2 separate regions of the Mus musculus genome follow, and region 2 is linked to region 1. A link is a contact called in public HiChIP or PLAC-seq data. All regions are on one chromosome and are shown on one strand. Each heading gives the region's core, a stretch centred on a gene start, on an enhancer-like site or on the middle of the called end of the contact. The rest is flanking DNA. Distances are from core to core; before and after follow the strand shown.

Region 1 (5,650 bases), core at 1,409-3,908:
TACATAGATGCAATATGTAATGATCAGTAAATGTGGCATGGCTGTCATCTCAGATGTTTGTCATTTGTATTGAGAAATTTCCATCATTAGAACCAAAAGACATTATGTTAAGTGAAATACACCAGCCACTTAAATATGGAAGTCAAAAAGTTGCTCATTGATCTCATAAGAAAAGAGACTAGAGCTGGGTGTGATGTCACATGCCTTTAATCCTAGCCCTTGGGAGGCAGAAGTAGGTGGCTCTCTGTGAGTGTGAGGCCACCCTGACCTATAGAGGAGTTCTAGGCCAGCTAGGGCTACATAGTGAGACCCTGTCTTTCCAACACCATTAGAGAGATTATTGGTGAAGAGCCTAGGAAGGGGTGAAATATAGAGAGGGGAGGACTGGTGTGTTTAAAGATTGCAGTTGGGTAAGTGGAATAACATTCCATATTTCATAGCACAGCGTGAAGTCAGTAGTTAACATCAGTAAATTATTCCCAAACAGCAGAGAGGAGTTTGAACCTGTCCTTACAATGATGTGCACGTTTCTGGTGACTGACACGGACAAGGTCTTCTCTTCAGATGAATATCTACTCAAATACTTGCCCCTTTTAAATGAAAACACACTTTGTTTTTTAATTCTGGGTATATGTGTTAGGGGAGGGCAGATTCTCATGAGTGCAGAAGCCCAAGGAGGCCAGAGGCTTCTGATTGTCTGGAGCTGGAAATCCAGGCAGCCTAGATGCTCACAAAAGCAGTGCTTTCTCTTAGCCATCAAGCCCCTCTCTAGCCCCACTTGCCCATTTCAGATAGAATTATCCATTCTTCTTCCATTGCTGCTGCCATCCTCCGTATCTGTTGTATCCACCAGGTTTTTGTGCTTTGGGCTCATTGCTAAGGCTCCCATATCAAACCAAGAGTTAAGAAGATTTACTCTCTGCCTTCTTCTAATAGTTTTATGCTCCTAACTTTATATTTAGGTTTTGATCCATTTCAAGTTCACATTGGTGTGTGTGAGGTACATGTACATGACTGTATGTGACTGTATGTAGCTGTATGTGACTCTTTCCAGCACTTATAACCTATGCAAGTATCTTCTGCCACCAACTATTTTTCTTTTCTTTTTTTTTTTTAAAGATTTATTTATTTAATATATGTAAGTACACTGTAGCTGTCTTCAGACACACCAGAAGAGGGAGTCAGATCTTGTTAGGGATGGTTGTGAGTCACCATGTGGTTGCTGGGATTTGAACTAAGGACCTTTGGAAGAGTAGTCGGGTGCTCTTACCTGCTGAGCCATCTCACCAGCCCCTATTTTTCTTTATAGAAGTAAAAGAGATTAGACTTTCCACAGTTGGGTTGTTCCTGGAACCGTCTTCTGGTCCAACCCACTTAGTTCTCCATGGAATTGTTGATCTCACAAAGGAGAATTCCCAACTCTAAAGACAGACACTTTAATTTTCACTGTAGCCAACACCGTTGTGGCAGTTATAGCTAATCCCACTCAAAGTCTCTATGTTGAGTCAACTGTGCTCTCCTTTCTTTATCTGGTTGCCAACAGATTCTGAAATGATTTGCAAATGAACCACCAGAAAGGAGAGTGACAAGGCCCACAATACTCACATAAACACAATCGTCCCATAGCCACAACTTTTGGCGTTTCCTAATACTGCCAGGATCCCAGGGTGCTGGAAAATCTGTTTTCATTAAGCTCAACTAGGAGTTTCTCTCTTCAAATGCCTCCCTCTCTGATTCCAAGTTCTCTATACACAGCAGTTCTCTTTTTCTCTGTGGGTGACTGTCCTTATCAGCCCCACTTTACCAGGGTCCGCTTCCTGTTAAGAACTGACTAGAAGCTCACTTTACTGCAAATGGAAACGATCACAGGAAGCCACAACTGGACACAATGCAGAAATCAATAGACTGTGCAAAGCTCTAACAGATACATCAACATCACAGCTCCCACATCTGTGGCTTGGGGACCATCACAGAAGAGGAGGCAGGAAGATTCTAAGAGCCAGAAAACCAGGAAGCCTGATGTAAAACAATCTCTCCTAGAAATGGCTGCATAAACAAGGCCAGAACAATTAGTAGACACTCTAATGTGGAAGGCGGAAAGTTTCACAGGGTCCCACCCTGAAACAAAGAATTATTAGTTTTATAGATAACCATAATAATTGCTGACAGAGGGAGAATTAGAGTCTATCAATTTGAGAGCTTGGATAAATGAGAGGGGTTTAAGGGAGAATACCTGGAAGGTACCAAAGGGAGGAAGGGAAGGGGCAAAATTATGTCACTCTATTTTAATTTAAAGTGTGTGTGTGTGTGTGTGTGTGTGTGTGTGTGTATCCATAAATAAATAACTGAAAAAACTGGCTAGTAAATGTCTTCATAGTGTCTGAACATGACTCTATGTTAATACATTATGATATTACACAGTATGTAACAGAGAAAGCCAAGCATAGTTCTTGCGAAAGGTGGCCACCTATTAAAGGGGAAATTACAGGGAAATGGTCCAAGGGCACTTGTACCTCAGCCAGCAGCACCCTAGCACCTGTCCAGGGAGGATCCCCATGGGCTATAGGTCCCCAGCTAGGTTGACCCATATCTCACCCTGTCCCTCCCTGTGGGGTGGGGTTCAGTATCTTTAAGAAGACTTCTTGTGTCAGTGGCCAGGAACAAAGTCTGGGAGCTGGGGAGCGACGGAGCAGAGCACACAGGTGGGTTCTGATGGAACACCAAACAGGTAGTCAGGAGAAGGAGCAAAAGCGAGGTGACAGGGTACAGTGTGAGGAGTAGGGGGCAGGATGACAGACAGGGAGGAGATCCAGGAAGCTCAAGAGCCTCGAAGGAGCTTCAGAAGGCCATCACAGGCAACTCCAGGGTGAGAGAAGAGGGCCCTGTGAGAGGGTGGCTGGCATTCCCTGCATTGGGAACTGGAAGGGTCAACCAGTGGCTACCAAGTCCTCCCTTTGCCTCTATGGCTCTGCCGAAGTTTTCTCCTCCACACTGCCCATGTGACTTCACAAGAGAGGATTCTAAATGTCTGCAGCATTGCCTTCCTACTGGCTAAAGCCGAAACACATTTGGAGATAAGAGATTATAAAGAGGGAAGCCAGGCATAGAGGGCAGGAAAACACTAGGAACACACAATACTTACATTAAGATTCCAGCCCCACCTTCTGAAAAGCTAGTAAAGATAAGTGGTTGGTGGGGGTTTGCGTGGGAGAGGAATATAAAGTGCTGGGAGAATTTGGGAGTAAGGACAACAGACTATTATTACCTAACACTGTGGTGGTGTGTTGTGTGTCATCTACATCTCCTCCCTGTTGTTAATATAAAAAAGAAAAGGCTGGGCTGAGGCATAAAATTTATTTATGCTCTATAGTTCTGCCTGAAGTCTTAGGACCTAATGAAGAAACCTGTCTCAGTGGGACTTCCTAACTTTTCTTATGGTAAACCTTATCTGGATAAAACTGCCCTTTCTGCTCTAGTAAATAAACATCTAGCAGACTAGCCCTGAGCTGTTGGCTCCATCTTTTATAACGTTAATTAGTTACTGAATAGGTAACTTCCTAGTTGAACTTTTACTGAATACCAAGTAGTCAGCTACACAGTCTTTCTAGGGCTTTGGAAAACTGGTGAAGACTGACTGTACGAATTTGAAAGGCACTTTATTATGATAACACTGAAGGAGAGTAGTGGATTTTCCTCCGCAGCCTTGGATGACAGGCGGGGAACAGAGAGGAGGGGGTGACGACTGGCTCCATAGTACAAGGCCATTTGGCTTGTTAGGGTGGGAGGCTGTGAAGGGCTTGCCCTTCTCACGGTATGGTCTCCAACCTCTCTCCCCCCTATGAATTAAGCTTAATTAAGGCCACGCTTAACTGAGGTGATCAAATGATTGTCTCATCCTTGGATGAATGGGCTTTAACCATGGCTGGGGGGATATTGACCCGATTTTTTCCCATGGTATCTTTTGGGGAGGGGAGGCAGAGCCTTAGAAAGATATTCTTGGTTGTAACTGGAACTAGATACCAACCTCTAGCTAAACCGGGTGTATCTCTCAGGGAACCCAGAAATGGTCAAGTTGGACCTTCCCCTGCAGTGAAATTTTTTGCACCCACGCTGGTGTCCATACTGTATTTGTATTATTACGAATCAGCATGCACAGTTTTGAGTACTGTGCAGCTCCCAAGGGAGAATTGTCAACCTCAGATTTAGCAAGCCCTCAACAAGAATTATGTCACTAGTAACACCACAATTTGTGGCTGTAGGCTATATGAGGAGCTGGAGGTCACTCTCCTCATCTCTGTTATTTCCACAGCCTGAGGAAGTAAGGGGACCTTGCAAAAACAGCAAGGATGGAAAACCAAAGACCAGCTAAGGGACTAAGCCTGTCTATCAGAATAAAAACCAATTTTTTTAATATTTAAATTTTTCACCTTTCTAGCCCTAGTAGCAAACCTAATCACAAATCAGACCGAAAGCCACAATACATGCTGGCACGTCTTTAGAATGAAAATAGTAGCTGCCACCTGTACGCTCTTGGGGGCTGGGATGCATGCCCGCTGCAGTCAGGCTGGAGGGTGTTGATTGACCTGCTTGAAAAAACGAGATCCAGACAATGAGAAAGTAGCAATGCAAAGCTTCTTTTGGGGAAGTCCAGGTGCTTTACTCAGTTGCAAATTAGCAAGGCTCCAGCTCAGCCTCTGGTCTCCTGTGGAAGAGCTGGCTTTGAGAGTTGCAAGAAAACAGCTTTTCTGGGAGCCTGTGTTTCCAACTGATTTTTAGGCAAAAGAGGAATTTTAGCCCTCAGAGTGATACTTACAAGAAGATTTAGGATCTGTGTTCAGCTGATGAGTTAATCTCTCAGGCAGCCATCTCGCTCCATCTTCTTCTCGTGAAAAAACACAGATTCCCCAGATTAGAACCGGATCTGGACCCTTGCATTCATTAGTTAGTGGGTCCTTCCATTTTACCAATGCATAAGAATTAGAAGTAACTGTATGCCAGTGGTGATCTGCTGTAGACTGACCTTTAATATCAGTTTACAAAAAATTTAGAACAAATAAAGCAAAGGCAAAATGTGCCTTTGGTGACCTTGGGGGAATAACTGCCCCTGTTTTGTCTTAAAAAACCAATTTTTTTTAGGTGCGATGAGGACGTTTAACTATTTCTTGTCCCATGAGGTTATAAGGAATTCCAGTTTTATGTTTGATACTGAATTCTTTACAGAATGAAATAAAATTTTTACTAGAATAGGATGGCCCATTATCTGTCTTAATAAGCTTAGGCAATCCCATGGCATTAAAGGCTTGTAGGCAATGATCAATTACGTTTTTAGAAGCCTCTCTTGTATGTAGAGAAGCAAAAAGAAATCCTGAACAAGTATCGATACAAACATGTATATATTTTAATTTTTCAAATTTCGCATAATGGGTTCTATCCATTTTCCAAATATGATTAGGCATACGATCTCTAGGATTGACTCCTAAATGTGGCACTAGAGATAATGTAATACATTTAGGACATTGTTTTACAATCATTCTCACTTGCTCCTTAGTGATCTTATGTCGGAGCCTTAAGGTATGGCTAGAGAGATGAAACCTTTCATGATCACGTTTGGCCAAAGCAACAGGATCCGAAATTAAGGCTTCTCCTATTA
Region 2 (6,263 bases), core at 611-3,110, 57 kb after region 1:
GCATGGGTGTGATTTTGGAATCAGATCCACTAATAGAACAAGGCCACCAAGACCACATCTAATAAACTCCAGGCCTGTGGCAACATGGCTGCCCCTTCTCCAATGTTAAAAACACTCTAGCAAACACCCTAGAGTACAGCTCTCTAGCAGACAGCCAAAGTTCGCCCTAAAACATCCACAGTTGGCAGGAGTGACCCATACACTGTCCCCTATCGTTCTGTTTGGGGATCTGTTGCACCTCCCACCCACACTGCTAATGCAATCTCTGCCCAAGCAGTGCTTCTCCCTAGAAGCTGTCCACAGTGTGGTCTGCATTGGAGACATTCTGGAATAGAGAAACACTTGACTCCTGCCCTCCATTTTCCCCCATGTCTCTACAGCTTCCAGACACTGAAGAGGAGACAGACCACCACCAACCCCAGGAGCCTGAGATACCAAATCGTGCAACACACACTGGAGCAGACACAGTGTCCTAGGAACACTGGGTGGTTTTCTACTTCAAACAGATTCTGCCAAGCACCTGCTCTTTAGCAGCTCCAACGAGAGCCCTGAAGCCACTGAAGCAACTGCTGCCTAAAGATTAGTTTCAAAGCCAGGCAGATGCTGTCCTAAGGCTGGAAGGAGTCAGCTGCCACCTGGACCAGGTGGGAAGGCCCAGAGAGGAAGGATAGAATGCCTGAAGGTTCTCCTGTTATTGTATGTGTCTATATGTCCTTCCACCCTCCAGTCTTGTACATGTCCGTATGTACATCTGGTCATATGTCACCATGCACTCAAGGATGGGATGGAATCACTCATGGACATTCTGGCCCTCGGATGGCAGATTATGATGAGAAGCCTTCCAAATGCCTGGCAGTTAATCATTCCTGAGCAAGAGGCAACTTTCACATCCTTGGCCCACAGTATGTTTCATGAAAAGTGCTAACAGGCAATCCCATGCCCAGAGCCACTCGGCTTCTTCGCTTCCAAGCAGATACCACTGGCATTGGCCAAATATTAGGAATTCAATTGAGGCAGCAACAGCACCTACAACCCGAGACAATTCCTGGGATGCTTTTCTGTCCATCCTTGACTGTGATCACCAGGGCCAGGAGATACACAGAAAAAAGAGCTGAGGCTCCCATAGCTCACCAGCTCACCAGGAGATGGGGCAGGCATAATTTCACTATTGTCAAGTGATGCTCACTCTTCTACAGACTCAGTAGCAAAGTGCTGGGGGGCAGGGATGGGGGGCAGGCAGGGAGTAGGAAGTGACCATCAGGTCCAAGACAAAAAGGGTCTTTCATCTGCACCACACACACACCAAGGGTTCAGGGCTCATTATGGATGAGAGGGTAAAAAAAGTTTAAGAGCCAGTGAATGAACACAAGGACATAGTGTCTTCTGGATGCAGCAGGGCAGCTGCATAGACAAACTCAGAGTTGTGATAGTGTGCACAAGTCCTGTGCAAGCTCAAGTCAGACCAAATGCCAGCATGGAGAGGAAAGGTAAGCATGAAATTCTGCTCCTAGCTGAGAAATTATTGGCAACTGAAAGCCTCGGGGAGGGAGTTTTTGTTTGCCTTTTAATACTAATGTTGCCACTCACATGTCAGTGGTTAGGTCAGACAGGGCTGAAGGCTCACTCACCAGGAGGGAAACCATGCCTGGTGCTGGAAACCTAGCCAGCTTCCTGTGACGAGTGAGGTCATAGATGCTAGGGAAGAGTCTATTACCGCCACTCCGAAAGACCAGCATAATCCCTTACTAAATTCTAAATCTTATCAGTATCCCCAGAGACAAATGTAACTACCACCCTTCCTCTTTTTACAGCCAATGGAGACCACCACAGAACACCACAGCTAACACAATGCAGAACTCCATGGACCATGCGAAGCCCAACCCCAACAGACACAGCCGCATCACCGCTACTGAACATACAGCTCAGAGAACATGACAGAGAGAAGAGGAAGAAATATTTTAAGGCCCAAACTACCAGGAAGTCTGCTGTAAAATAGTCTCTCCTACAAATGGGGGCATAAACAAGACTAGAATAATACAATATCAATGGATGTGTTAACTTGGAAGAGGGAAAATTTGGGGGGTGGTCCCACCTCAAGACAAAGAACTATAGACACTAATAAATGCTGAGAGAAGGAGAATTAGCCTCTCTCAAGGACAAGGCCCCTTTGGTTGCCCAATGCAGAGTAGTCAGCCTTGATATATATACATGATATATATATATGTATGTATGTATATATATATATATATATATATATATATATATATATATATACATGATATATATATGTATGTGTATATATATATACATGATATGTATATATATATATGTATGTATGTATGTATGTATGTATATATATGTATGTATATATACATGATATGTTCCTGAGATGCTTTTCTGTCCATCCTTGATGATGTATATATATATCACATGTGTATTCTTTTGTTTTGAGAGAGAGGGGTGAACATCACCAAAAGTGAGTGTAGGAAATTTTCAAAACACAAATTTAAAAATAAAGACTAAAGAATAATTAAGAGGAAAGGCCCTTGCTGAAGCCAGGTCTTAATTGATTTTGAATAGGGACCGAGGTTATGAACTTGGCATGGAGAGCCAAGTGGGGAAAGTTCTCCGAAGAGAAGAATCCAGAAGGAAAATAGTCTTATATGAGTACATTGAGTGCGAGGTATGTTATGCAGAAACACCTTTGGCATCTCCAAGGCTCAGGTCCTGTGGCCCAGCTCCTTGCTGGGATCTCTGGAAAGCAACTTCGCCTCCCTTTGCTTGACTCTTACTCTGAAAGCCATTATTGGGTGAAATGCACCCAAGTATATAGTCTTGTCCCCAGTGTTAGGAGGTGAAAGACACACACCAGACAGAGCTCTGAGCCATCTCTGTGTCTGTCTCAACAAGAGAAAGAGTATTCTCCACATTTCTCCTAAGGGCTACATTCATGTAGGCAAGGTAGTTAATTCCCTATGACAGCAAAGGCTCCTCAGACTCCTTCCACCTACTCACAGCCAGGACTTAAGCAAGGCCTCAGGACCCCGCCCCCTCTGCAGCTGTGAGGACTTGAGCTAAAGACATAGAGAGATATTTGAGTGAAATTCCAACGACCAGTAGAAACCTCTAGCATCAGCCATGAGAAAGACAGCTCCTTTGTTCAGGAATGGCACCATGTGAGGCTCCTCATGGGGTCTAGAACCATCCAGTACAGTTGAGATCTGGAGAAGCCAGGACTAATGACAGTGACAGCAGTCAGCATGTGTGAAGGGCTGAGGCCTCTCAGTGACTCTGCACACTGCAGGGTCCACCACCCCGAATTCCAACCACAGCTACGAGGGTGCATAAAGAAGCAGCCATCAGGGACTCTGAGCACCGATCAACTCTACCATGCTTGCTTGCACACACAGTGCATGGCTGATAATTTGAGGACAGGGCAGGAGGGTGAAAACCTTGGCCAAGCTTTCCCTGAATCTGGAAAGGACGAAGGTCAAACCTGACATGCTTATCTAGCCTTGGTAGGAAAGAGATCCCAAACTTGAATGCACTGTTGCACGGCCAGAGAAGGCTGTCAGGGCAGGATTCTCCATATCCTTGCTTCATACCATCTACAGTACTCAAAATCTCTGATGTGCTGTGGTCCAGACAGTATCATTGGGGTTCACTTTAAAAAGAAGTGTAGCTGGGCATGGTGGTTCATGCCTTTAATTCAGCACTCAGAAAGCAGAGGCAGGTGAATCTCTGTGAGTTTGAGGCCAGCCTGGTCTACAAAATGAGTGCCAGGGCAACCTGGGATAGCCAGAGAAACTTTGTCTTGAAAAAAAAAACACATACATACATGCATATATACATACATACATACATACATACATACATACAAGCATTGCCACCACACTGCTCCTGGAAGACCAGCATTGTCCTGAGCCTGTTGTATTTCTGTTACCTTGCTTCTCTCCACACTCACAGGATATGCATGCTGCTGTTGTCATTATATTTTACCATCGAGCTAATAGAGGCTCAGATTGTTTAACACAACCAAGATAACCAGGTTGTCCTTGGTGGTGTGATTTCCCAGAACTTGAACCCAGGCAGCTTAACCCCAGAGCCTGAATTTGAGCAAATACACTAACATTCAAAATACATCCCCTTGAAAGGGAATTTGTATCATAAAGGCACCCTTTTCTGTTGGCCCAGCGCTCTGTCGGTAGCTCTAGATAACTAAGCCTTGGGTTGCTGTGACTTCAGATGGCTGAAGAATGTTCCCCACTGAGATGACACCAGAAGAAGTGGGGAAATGGAAGAGTTTATGTAAATCAGATTTCACAGATGAGGGGAAGAAGTAAGTACGTGCTCAGCACTGGGAACCGAGGTGGCAACCCAGCTACTCTCGCTCTGGTCTCCACTGGGGCTGGGCATGAAAGCAAAGTCAGCAGAAAAAGCAGACAACTCCTGGGGATGAGCTAGCCTGGGGTATTGGCCTGGAGATGGAAATACTGAAGTCTTCTGCTCTGCTCTGTCCGGAACTCTGGAGCCCTGGGGCTGGTCTGAAGGAACCGGACACAGGATTAAGTGACTGACACCTCAGATGTTACAGATGTTCATGACAATGCCCCAGGTAGACACTTAATGACAATGCCTGAGTGTTCTGGGTCCTGGATTTTGTGGGCTAAAGGCTGTACACAGCTTACTGGAACACATGGAGGAGCTGGAACTGCAGCCATCACGACACCAACTTGGGCCAAGAACTCTGAGTACCTTATAGAGATGCTGCTGCCCAGGAAGAAAGATGTGCTGGGTTTTCTGGATAAAGAGAAAGTACATTCTGAACAAGGAACTCAATATTCTCATCTTTGGCAGCCAGGACCAGTGGAATGTCAGATTGCTGTCAGGCCTCTGCCACAGCCCCTATAGATGAGAGCACTGTCGCTGTCACAGGATAACATGAGTTCCAGATTCTCCAAAGCAGAGTATAGCCTCCTCTGTGACATGCTAGAGGAGGCCACCAAGCCACTGGATGAGGTTTATCTTGGCACTCCCAGATTCCCTCTCTAGACCATGTCATCCAATGTCAGGCCTTCAAGAGTGTGGCCTCTGTTAGGCCTTCAAGAGTGGGGCCTCTGTAGCAGAGCCAGGAAAGTGCACAGCAGGTTTATCTTGCAGAACTGTATGGAAGGACACTTACTGCCCCCTACTGGGCTGAAGACCCTGGGAATTACAGAAGCCCAGATGTTCTGCACTGTAGATCTGCCTTCCTGTAAATGTGATTTCTACAACAGCACAGAGGAGCTGGCTTAGAAATATAAGGATGCAGAAGTGACTATCACGGTCCTCAGGGACCCATTACCCAAGAGCAGAGAGCAACCATCACTCTTACCCTCCTGCAAGTCCTAGGGGAGTTCCCCATCCTAGCACTGGGGCTTCCTTTGATGTAGCCCAGCCCATCTGACATCATTGGTGGTCAAGACTTTGGTACCCAACTGGAATCTAAAAGAGCTAAGTAGAGCTGGAGTTTGCCCATCCTGGATTCACATTCAGTCCAGTCTGTATTACTCAAAATTTCTAAAGCCAAACTATCATCAGAGTCACTCTGAAGAGACATAGATACAACATGCATTCCTGGAAGGCTGCAATTGTCCCCCACGTTTCTCATCTTGTTTCTCTCTGTAACCTTAGAAAATTGCATGTGGCTCCTATCATTTCCATTCTGCACTTGGACAAGGGAGCCCTAGAGACTTTAAAAAGCATGTGCAAGGTCACACAAGCAGCCCTTGGTGTTGTGACCTACCAGGAATTGAACTCAGGGAGCTGAACCCTAAAAACTGTACTTTGAACATACACCTGAAATTTCAAAATGCATGCCCCTAAAAGGTCATTGGTGGTTTTGTTTATCAGTACACTACCTGTCCTGCCAGGACATAAGCCCTTTGCTGCCCAGAATGATCAAGCCTTGATCTGTTGTGACTCATGATGGTCCATGCTAAGAAATTTTCCCCAGTAAGAAAACACCAAGAGAAGGAGGAATCATGAATGCTCTAGATAAGAAAGACTATAAGAGGTTTTCATACCCTGGAGGAAATAAGTGGTTGCAAACAGGGGCCCAGACAGCACTGTGAACTGTGCATAAGGACCCAGAGTCTCCAACTCTGGCTTCAGTTGGGTAAGGGAGGAAGCACAGTTAGTAGGAAAGACAGGACTTAGAGACAAGGTGCTCTGGAGTGCTGACTTGGAGACAGAAATACCTAAGTGTTCTCTCTTCTGCTGAG

The links. HiChIP or PLAC-seq counts read pairs in DNA pulled down with a chosen protein or histone mark.
Region 2: a contact with region 1 is called in an H3K27ac HiChIP or PLAC-seq map of the HPC-7 cell line, with 6 times the contacts expected there. The contact joins the enhancer-like site here to the promoter of Aoc1 in region 1. A contact is called at or near these places in 8 of 39 promoter capture datasets (the 3T3-L1 cell line, 3T3-L1-derived adipocytes, the HPC-7 cell line and 5 more), 4 of 484 Hi-C or Micro-C datasets (the HPC-7 cell line, granulocyte-monocyte progenitors, nephron progenitors and 1 more), 3 of 115 datasets of contacts at active chromatin or transcription factors (the HPC-7 cell line, embryonic stem cells and kidney) and 3 of 9 other capture datasets (liver, macrophages and pancreatic islet).

The regions. Positions count from the first base shown.
Region 1 is chr6:48,892,597-48,898,246 of GRCm38.p6, forward strand. Aoc1 (amine oxidase, copper-containing 1) reads left to right here and starts at 2,659. Exons shown (of 5, transcript NM_029638.2): 1 at 2,659-2,702. The region is part of intron 1 of Gm44764 (a long non-coding RNA gene); the gene reads right to left.
Region 2 is chr6:48,949,986-48,956,248 of GRCm38.p6, forward strand. It overlaps the pseudogene Gm18538. Among named protein-coding and RNA genes, the nearest start is that of Gm24348, 18 kb to the left of the region's middle. Within about 2 kb of position 1,861, at least 14 of the 459 cell types and tissues checked have an H3K27ac peak or open chromatin away from gene starts, as enhancers often do. A contact at or near this core is called in the HPC-7 cell line, where this site is marked.